Linked DNA regions of Mus musculus: region 2 is linked to region 1. A link is a contact called in public HiChIP or PLAC-seq data. All regions are on one chromosome and are shown on one strand. The core of a region is the stretch at or near the end of the contact, and the rest is flanking DNA. Distances in the headings are between cores, read along the strand shown.

The links. HiChIP or PLAC-seq counts read pairs in DNA pulled down with a chosen protein or histone mark.
Region 2: a contact with region 1 is called in an H3K27ac HiChIP or PLAC-seq map of epiblast stem cells, with 10 times the contacts expected there. The contact joins the promoter of Ccnl2 here to the promoter of Wrap73 in region 1. A contact is called at or near these places in 1 of 39 promoter capture datasets (pre-B cells) and 1 of 115 datasets of contacts at active chromatin or transcription factors (epiblast stem cells).

The regions. Positions count from the first base shown.
Region 1 is chr4:154,140,165-154,144,491 of GRCm38.p6, forward strand. It overlaps Wrap73 (WD repeat containing, antisense to Trp73), which reads left to right and starts at 2,208. Exons shown (of 12, transcript NM_021499.2): 1 at 2,208-2,349. The coding sequence starts at 2,281.
Region 2 is chr4:155,809,803-155,813,956 of GRCm38.p6, forward strand. Ccnl2 (cyclin L2) reads left to right here and starts at 2,687. Exons shown (of 11, transcript NM_207678.1): 1 at 2,687-3,007; 2 at 3,366-3,440; 3 at 3,657-3,766. The coding sequence starts at 2,726.

The DNA.
Region 1 (4,327 bases), core at 958-3,457:
GGGGCCCGCAAGCTGGTAGCCGGAGTCTTGGTCGAAGCGGGACCGGACCGCGACCTTTGGCGGGGCTCAGGGCGCCAGGAAGGGTGCGCAGGCGCCGAGGGGGTGGACACAGGGCGCCCGACGCCCTGTACTCCCTCTGACTCTCTCCTCCGCCTTCTCCCCAGATGCCCATCTACCCCGATCCCCCTCGCTGCCCTTACTGTCCTAAGCCTGCAACCCAGGGGCTCAGGAGTGCCCTCAGCGGGGTGGCTGCGCCTCTTCCAGGGCTCGCCCCGGCCTGAGAAAACCGAGAGGACCGACTGAAACTGAACATTGAAAGCCCCGGAGGAGAACCGTTGTCGTTCGGCCAGCACCAGCGGGGTTCCGTCTCTGAGAACGGCTCGAAGCCCCCCTCGATTTGCCTGGCAGAGACCACAGCCCGCCTGGAAAGAGGGTCGAGCGCAGACCCTCTGGGTTGGACTCTTCAAAGTCCAGCCAGAAGTTGCGCCTCCTGATACCTACACACCCCGGGGGCCACGGCCTGCAGTCCGGGTTTCCTAGCCCAGGGTATCAGAGTCTTTCCTTGGATTGGTGTGCTAGGCGATGCCCAACGGATGCCCACAAACTGTGCACATAGAGCGGCTCGGAGTTAGTCAGGGGACTCTTCTCTGGCTCAAGAAGTCTTCTTCACCACCCGCCATCTCCCCTCTGGGCAAGTGAGCGGTCTCCGGTGCCCTCATCTACCACGCAGACCCGTAGTCTGGCGCACAGAAGGAGTTGGGTCCTTGTGGGACCCCTTAGTGGCACTGCAGAGTGGTCCTTGCCCAAGGTGTTCCCACATGCCCTGGAAGTCGCTTTAGTGCAGCTAGTGGCGTTGCAAGGGAGGTGGGTTGGAGCAGACCGAATCTCTCTCGAACTCGAAAGCCTGACCTGGTGTTAGGCCAATAGCTACGAGGAGTAATTATTTGCGAGCTGCAGATTAGAGACAAAGATGAATACCAAGCAAGAGTTTGGGACTGGTTGGGAACAGAAAATGCCAGGACGCTGGCCGCGCACTCTGCAGATCCTCTCCGAATGGTGCAAGCACCGCCATTCATTCATTCATTCATTCATTCATTCATTCATTCGTGGAAATTAGATGCAGCGGTGCGGAAGAGACTGGGAGCTATGAGCTGGACCGAGCAATACTAGATTCCGGTCTTTCAGAATTCGGAACTTAGCTCCAAAGGCAGTGGCTGAGCCTTAAGTGATCCTCTGAAGCTTTGGGTGCAGACAGGAACATCCAACCTCCCGAATGACACCGGAATGGGGAGCCTTGTGGGGCACAGGACGCGGGGTGCTGCGCGAGGGAGGGAGCAGAGCGCTTTGGGGAGCGATCCTGGTCTGAAGTCCAGTTGGTGCTGTATTCTACGTGCCCACCGAGGCTGCCGTCCCGGGTACCGAGCCACACCTCTGAATCAAGTCCACACTCTAACTAGAACCTCCAAAAAGGTGAGGCGACCCACGAGATCCACATGCCTTCGAATTCGTTCCGCCACAGACCTGAGAAGCACTTGAACGTCACGAGGTCACGCTGCAGGTGGTCGCTCTCAGGAAAACCTCAAAGCAAACCTATATTTATACTTATACGTGGAAAATACTTTGCTTTGTTCTGTTTGAGAAAGGGTCTCACGCAGCCCTGCATAGCCTCCAACTCTATAGGTAGCGAAGGATGCCCTGAACATCTGCGTCTCTGGTTTCAGGTGTAGGATTTTTTTTTTTTTTTTAATGCAAACCATCGTGCGGGGTTTATGCGATGCTGCGGACCAAAACCTGGGTTTCATATATGCTAAGCAATCATTTTGCCAATAGAACCGCACTCTCAGCTCCTGTAACAAAAAATTTGTTATCTACTAAAGAGGTGTATCGAAATACGACTATATACTTACACATAAATACGCATTTACATGTAAATAAATGTATGTTCACAAGTACAGAGGTCTAGTTACAACCTGAATTTCAGATAAGGGAGTCTTTTAGTCTAAGTATGCCCCGGGTAACTTTTGGGAACATATTTATTTTGTGATTTATCTGAAGTCAGAATTCAGCCTTCCGTTTCGGGATTTGCAGGGAGATCCGCTATAGCGCAAAGGCGCTCAGCCCCTTTAAGACTCAAACTCGGACTTCCCGCCCCACAATGCCGCGCGGCCGCTTGAGGCTCCCATTGGCTGCTGCTCGCTTCCGCCCCTGTACTTCCGGCCGCTGCCTGGGGCGGTTGCGGGAGGTACTTCGGAGCCGGGCTGGCCCGGGCTGGCCGTGGCCATGAACTTCTCGGAGTCATTCAAGCTCTCGGGCCTGCTCTGCAGGTTCTCCCCGGACGGCAAGTACCTGGTGAGCTGCGGCGCGCTGGGCGGAACCTAAGTGTGGGCGCGCGACTTGTGCACGGGGCCGGGGCGGGCCGAAGGGGGGCGGGAAGGGGGCCCGAGCCGGGCGGCCGCGGGGACTCAGGCTGGACTTAGGGGGCGGGGTGGGAGGTGGGAGAGGGAGGCAGGCAGAGGGGTTTCAGCCCAGATGAGGGAGAACCAGATGATTAGAGAGAACGAACCTGAAGCCGAAGAGGGATCCAGGCCAGCCAGGCTGGGGGATCCTGGCAGGTGACCAGGGTGGAGAAAGAGGACGTGGAGCAGAGTGGGGATGGAGTTGGGGTTGCTATTCTGGCAGGTGGTCAGGGTTAGGAAGGAGGTCTTGGAGCAGGTGGCCAGGGCTGGGTGGGTGCCAGGCTCCCGGCTCCAGTTTCCCTTCATCAAAGTTGGATAAGATGACTCTGCTTTCACACATTTGAGGGCACAGGGGATGGCAGCTCATTGCTATTTTGTATGTTTTCTGTGAGCGAGCTGGTTAAACGGGGCCCTCCTTTGTGAAACTCGTCATAAGCAAATGGTTTAAATAACTAGCTTTCATTGCCAGGGTTGGATGTTAGCTGTCTATTCTTTGGGTGGCAGAATAGTGTTCAGATGGGTGTTTCAAGGTACGCCAACATGACCATTGTGCATTTGTAGAAGGCTGACGTTAGGAAGCCATCAGGGAAAACTCAAGTCTTATTTTAAAAAACTGTGGTTCCGTGCCAGTCGGGTAGCTTGGCTAGTAACGGTACCTGCCACCAAACCTGATGACCTGAGTCCCAGCTCTAGGACCCACTTAATGGAAGGAGAGAACTGTCTCCTGCATGTTGTCCTCTGGCCTCCACATAAGCCGTAACTAGTGCCTGACCCTTCTCACATACAAATGCAATCCTAATTTTTAACAAGTTTTCTTTGATTAATCTATCATTCTCTTTTTAACTGACTGATACCATTGATTGATTGATTGACTGATTGACAGGGTTTCTCTGTAGCTCTGACCAGGTTGGCCTTGAACTCAAAGATCTGCCCCTTGTCTCCTGAGTGCTGGGATTAACGGAGCATGCCACCATGCCTGGCTGTCTTGATTCTCAGTTCACACCCCTGCTGTGTTTGTCCAGGCTTTTGAGACATCCTTTACCCTCCTTATACACATCATCCTAACAATGTAGGAAGTGTCAGGGTAGGACCTGCTTAGCAGGGAAAGGTACTGCCATGCAAGCCCGAGGACTTGAGCTCCGGCTCGGGAACCCACGTAAAGGTGGGAGGAGACCATCAGCCTCGCACACATTGATACATTTTACCTTTTTCCAAGTGCCTCCAGAGACTAAGGTTGCTTTACGGTTCTGAAAGTCTCAGTGAACAGCAAAGAAGTTGCATTTGGGTTAGCTGATATTTGTGCTTGCCGCTCATCAAAATATCGTGGAGCTCTTAATAATTGTTTCTTTCAAGTTTTGTCCTAAATCCTGAGCAGAGCGAGTCCATGTTTCCAGTGTTGGTGTCTTAAGTGATTCCTAAGGAATCCATTGTAACAGGTTACTGCTCACCAAACTCTAATGTGAGAACACAAGCCCTTTGATAGGTCCTCCTTCTGATCTGCACTTGCCCTCTTGCTCTCTTTCCACAGAAGACAAATGTGGCTTCATTAAAAAAAAAAGAGTCTGTGTGTGTGTGTGTGTGTGTGTGAGTGAGAGAGAGAGAGAGACAGAGACAGAGACAGAGAGACAGAGATAGAAACAGAGAGATGCTACAACACACGTGTAGAGGGCAGAGGACAACCCCCAGTGTTATTCCTTACCTTCCACCTTGTTTGAGACAAGGTCTCTTGCTCTTCACTGCATAAAGCAGGCTAGCTGGCCCACATGTACCTGCCTCAGCCTCCCCTCTGCCTCCCCTCTGCCTCCTCATAGAAACTAGGATTTTAAACAGTTTTTAGGATTAACACAGTTTTATGTGGCTTCTGTGCATCC
Region 2 (4,154 bases), core at 1,437-3,936, 1.7 Mb after region 1:
AGAAATGACCCAAAAGCACACCACAGATTGAAAACTGAAGTGCACTGCAAGCTTACAGGTAGTCCCGTGGGTTCAAGAGTATCTCTTCCAAGCACCTTGGCTTGTTTGAGAGTCCCTTAATAGTTCTTACATGACATGCTTGGGGAGGGTACCTAATAAACCATGTCAGTTTCAGAAACATCCTGAAGTTATTGTATTAACCTTTTTTTTTTTTTTTTTTTTTTTTTTTTGGTTTTTCGAGACAGGGTTTCTCTGTGTAGCCCTGGCTGTCCTGGAACTCACTTTGTAGACCAGGCTGGCCTTGAACTCAGAAATCCGTCTGCCTCTGCCTCCCAAGTGCTGGGATTAAAGGCGTGCGCCACCACTGCCCAGGTTTATTAACCTTTAAACACACACACACACACACACACACACACACACACACACACACACAGAGTATCCAGATCAGGCTACTTTTGCACTCAGCCTGCCTCTGCGTCCTGAGTGTTGGGATTATAGGCATATGCCACCATGCCTAGCTACTTGTATCTTAAAAAGTTTACCTGCTGGATGGAGTGTTTTGCTTCCTTTAAGAGCATTCTTTGTCTGGACTAGTTTCTTCTTCATGATTAAATGTTTTATCTTTGGGGAAATTCTTAATTGCCAGTCACATTTATAAAAGAAAGGCCCACGTCTACTTTGTTGAGCCCTTTGCTCCAGAAGCCATAAATGCCTGTCTCTGCCTCCAGTTGGAACCATGCTGGATTATAGTGACACCATTCCTCATCTTAGGCCATCAGTTGCTTACGAGTCATTCTGAGCTCTTCCCTCAGACTCAATGCACACTTCTAGCACAATATATAACTTATCAAGTCCTAATTTCCCTCCTATAATTTGTGTTGCTTTTGACAATTTCACGTACCTCAAGAGTGATTCTAAGTTCCTGATTTCCTGCCTCTACTTCTCACGTGCTGGGATTATAGGTATGTACTGGCCATGTCTAGTTTCTGGGATTCAGGGTACTAAACACAAGGCTTCACACATACTACAGAAGCTTACAACTCCGTAATGTTCCCAGTCCCTAAAGATCTGTCCTCTCACCACTGCAGGCAAGCTTAAGTTTGGCTTCTCTTTCCTGAGGATTCCTACAAGGCTTTTTTGACTTTTTCATCAGCCTAAACGTCACTGTACTAGGTTGGTGTCTTGCATACAATATGCTTAACACTTTGCCAGAATGTTGCACATATATTACTCATTAGCCACTTGCTATTGATATTGGAGAAGATACACATCCATGTGGCCCCATCACTGAGCTTTGTTTTCTACTTCACACAAAAAAGACAAGATACTGCAAATCACTGTTGAGTTGTAACCAAGCATCCCTCTCCAATATAGGTTTCTCTTCCTGATGGATGTAATAGTCATCTCTAGAACCAGAGTCTGGGTTGAGTGACTAGAGCCAACAGTCTTTTCTAATTCTTGGTTCAGTTTCAGCTTAGGGAATGGGCAGACCAGGCAATGACAATTGTGCCTACTTTAGAGCTGCAGCCTAGGGGTGGGACAGACGGACAGACAGTAGCAGCGTGGCCATTACAGTGAGAGGACTGATGAGATCTTTGTGGGGTCTGCTTAGGAGTGGAATCCAATCACCCCACTACAGCTGGACTATGGAATACTGACTTTTGGCAACCTTGTTGGCTGTTCACCATACCTGAATCAGAGTTATACAGGGATCTCCTTAAACTCCCATGTCCTCCCAATTTTCCGTTTCACCGAACCTGGCTGAAATCTTATCAAAAGCTTGAGATAACTGAGCAGTGACAGGAAACATCTATTGTGTAGTGGCAGCAGCACTGTTTTGGGTGAAACTAAGCAGGCCAGGACTGGAGTCAGGAATATTAATATTGTCTGTAGGGTCTACTACAAGCCGTTTCACCTTGATCTTCAAGGTCCCCAAGCCATTTTTTTGGCCTGTATTTGCTGCAGTAGATTATTGGGGGTCCCCTTTAAGAAAAGATTGTGTATATGAGTGCTCTGTTTGCATTTGTGCCTGAATGAGAGAAGAGGATATCAGATTCAATCACAGATAGATGGCTGCAAGCCATGATGTCGTAGCTGGAACTCAGGACCTCTGCAAGAGCAGTCAGTTCTCTGAACTGCTGAGCCATCTCTCCAGACCCTTCATCTGCACTTTTTTGTTTAGTATTTTATTTATTTTTGCGACAAAGTTTCTCAGCCATGGCTGTCCTGGAACTCTAGCTGTAGAGAGAAGGCTGACCTTGAACCCACACAGATCCGCCTGCCTAAGTGCTGGGATTAAAGGCACATCTGCCCTTTTAATGCTGGCAGATCCACCCCACAGCTGTTCCAGAGCCCGAGGACGGAAGGGAGGGCTGAGAACTAAAGACTCCGAACTAAGTCGCGGTGTAACGTCGTGCACGTGGGACTGTGGGAGAAAAGTTGTTCTGTCCCAACCCCCAAAGAAAGGCGCCCTTCTAGAACCCCTTTTGCCAGGCAGGAGTTCCGGTTCGGGCCAGGCCGCGGAGCCAAGTGGGTAACGAGCAGCCCCACCCGTGGGTGCTTCCGGCGTCGGTGCCTGACGCGACACTGACGGACTGGTCGTACGGCCAACGGCGTCGAGACAGCGGTGACGTTCAGCCAATGGGAGGGGGCGGGGCGGGGCGGCCACGATCGTCTCGAGCAGCCGCCCTGACGGGAAGGGCCCGAGAAGAGTCGGCGGCACAAAATGGCGGCGGCGGCGGCCGGGGCTGCGGGGTTGATGGCTCCGGCGTCGGCGGCCTGCTCTTCCGGCTCGGCGGGAGCGGCCCCGGGGTCTCAGGGGGTGCTGATCGGCGACAGGCTCTACTCGGGCGTGCTCATCACCTTGGAAAACTGCCTGCTGCCCGACGACAAGCTCCGCTTCACGCCGTCCATGTCGAGCGGCCTCGACGTCGATACGGAGACGGGACTCCGCGTCGTGGGCTGCGAGCTCATCCAGGCAGCCGGCATCCTGCTCCGCCTGCCGCAGGTAAGGGCCGGGCCGCGAGCTCTGCAGGGGCCGTTCGCCGGCCGAGGGCCGAGGGCCGGGCCTTTGTTGTCGTCCCGGCCCCCGGCCCGGAGCTCACCGGACCCAGGCGACGAGGTCCGAGCCTGTGCGCTCCGCAGCCTTGAAATAACCCGCACCCGCCATCCCTTCCCCTTCCCCTTCCCCCTCCGCCGGAGCCGAAGCCCTTTTACCCCCAAGAAAGCCTCGCGAGACCCAAACCCTTTGGGGGAAATGGAAACTGTCGTGGCTATTTGTCCTGGGGGGAAATCACACAAGACATTGTAGCCGGGACAAGCGTGAGTCCTGCATTCAAACGTGATGGAACCCTCTCTGTCCCTAGGTGGCCATGGCTACAGGGCAGGTGCTGTTCCAGCGGTTCTTTTACACTAAGTCCTTCGTGAAACATTCCATGGAGGTAGGCTTCTTTCTGTTTTCTCGGAGAAATGAATTGGGATGAAACCTGGCCTGTTCTGCCCAGTGCTTAGCTGAATTCTGTCCTGCAAAGTCTACACAGCTCTTTCCCTAGAGGCCTGTCTGTCTCTGTATCTTCTGGTTGTTTCTAATAGTTTTAATGCCTTGGAAGGTTCTCAAGTTGGGGGGAAAAACACCCGTGTCACAATGTACATTTCAGCATGTGTCCATGGCTTGTGTTCACCTGGCTTCCAAAATAGAAGAGGCTCCGAGACGAATCAGGGATGTCATCAATGTATTCCATCGCCTTCGGCATCTGAGAGAGAAAAAGTGAGTCCTTTGCAGAGCTGTCCTAATGTCTGTCATTGTTAATACCAACCTGTGAATTTACAGTAGATTGTTCGCATGTGCCCTAGATGCTGTCTTGGGGCAGTTGGTAGGGGGGTACAATAACCAGGATAGCTGGCTGTCCTAGCCCTGCTGAAACAATTCCTGTATGACCACATCAGCTCACCACCCTATTGTCCTGTTTGTTCCATGGTTCTGCTGAGAACCTCTGAGCACCAGGTCCCTGGTTCTCACCCTCAGCGCTGTTAGTGTCTGAACTGGCCATTCTTTGTTCTAGTGTCATTGTAATATGTCGATCAATATTCCTGGCCTTTCCTTGCCAGAAACCATTTGTAACAGAAATACCCCTAGACAGCTGTCTTTTTTGATA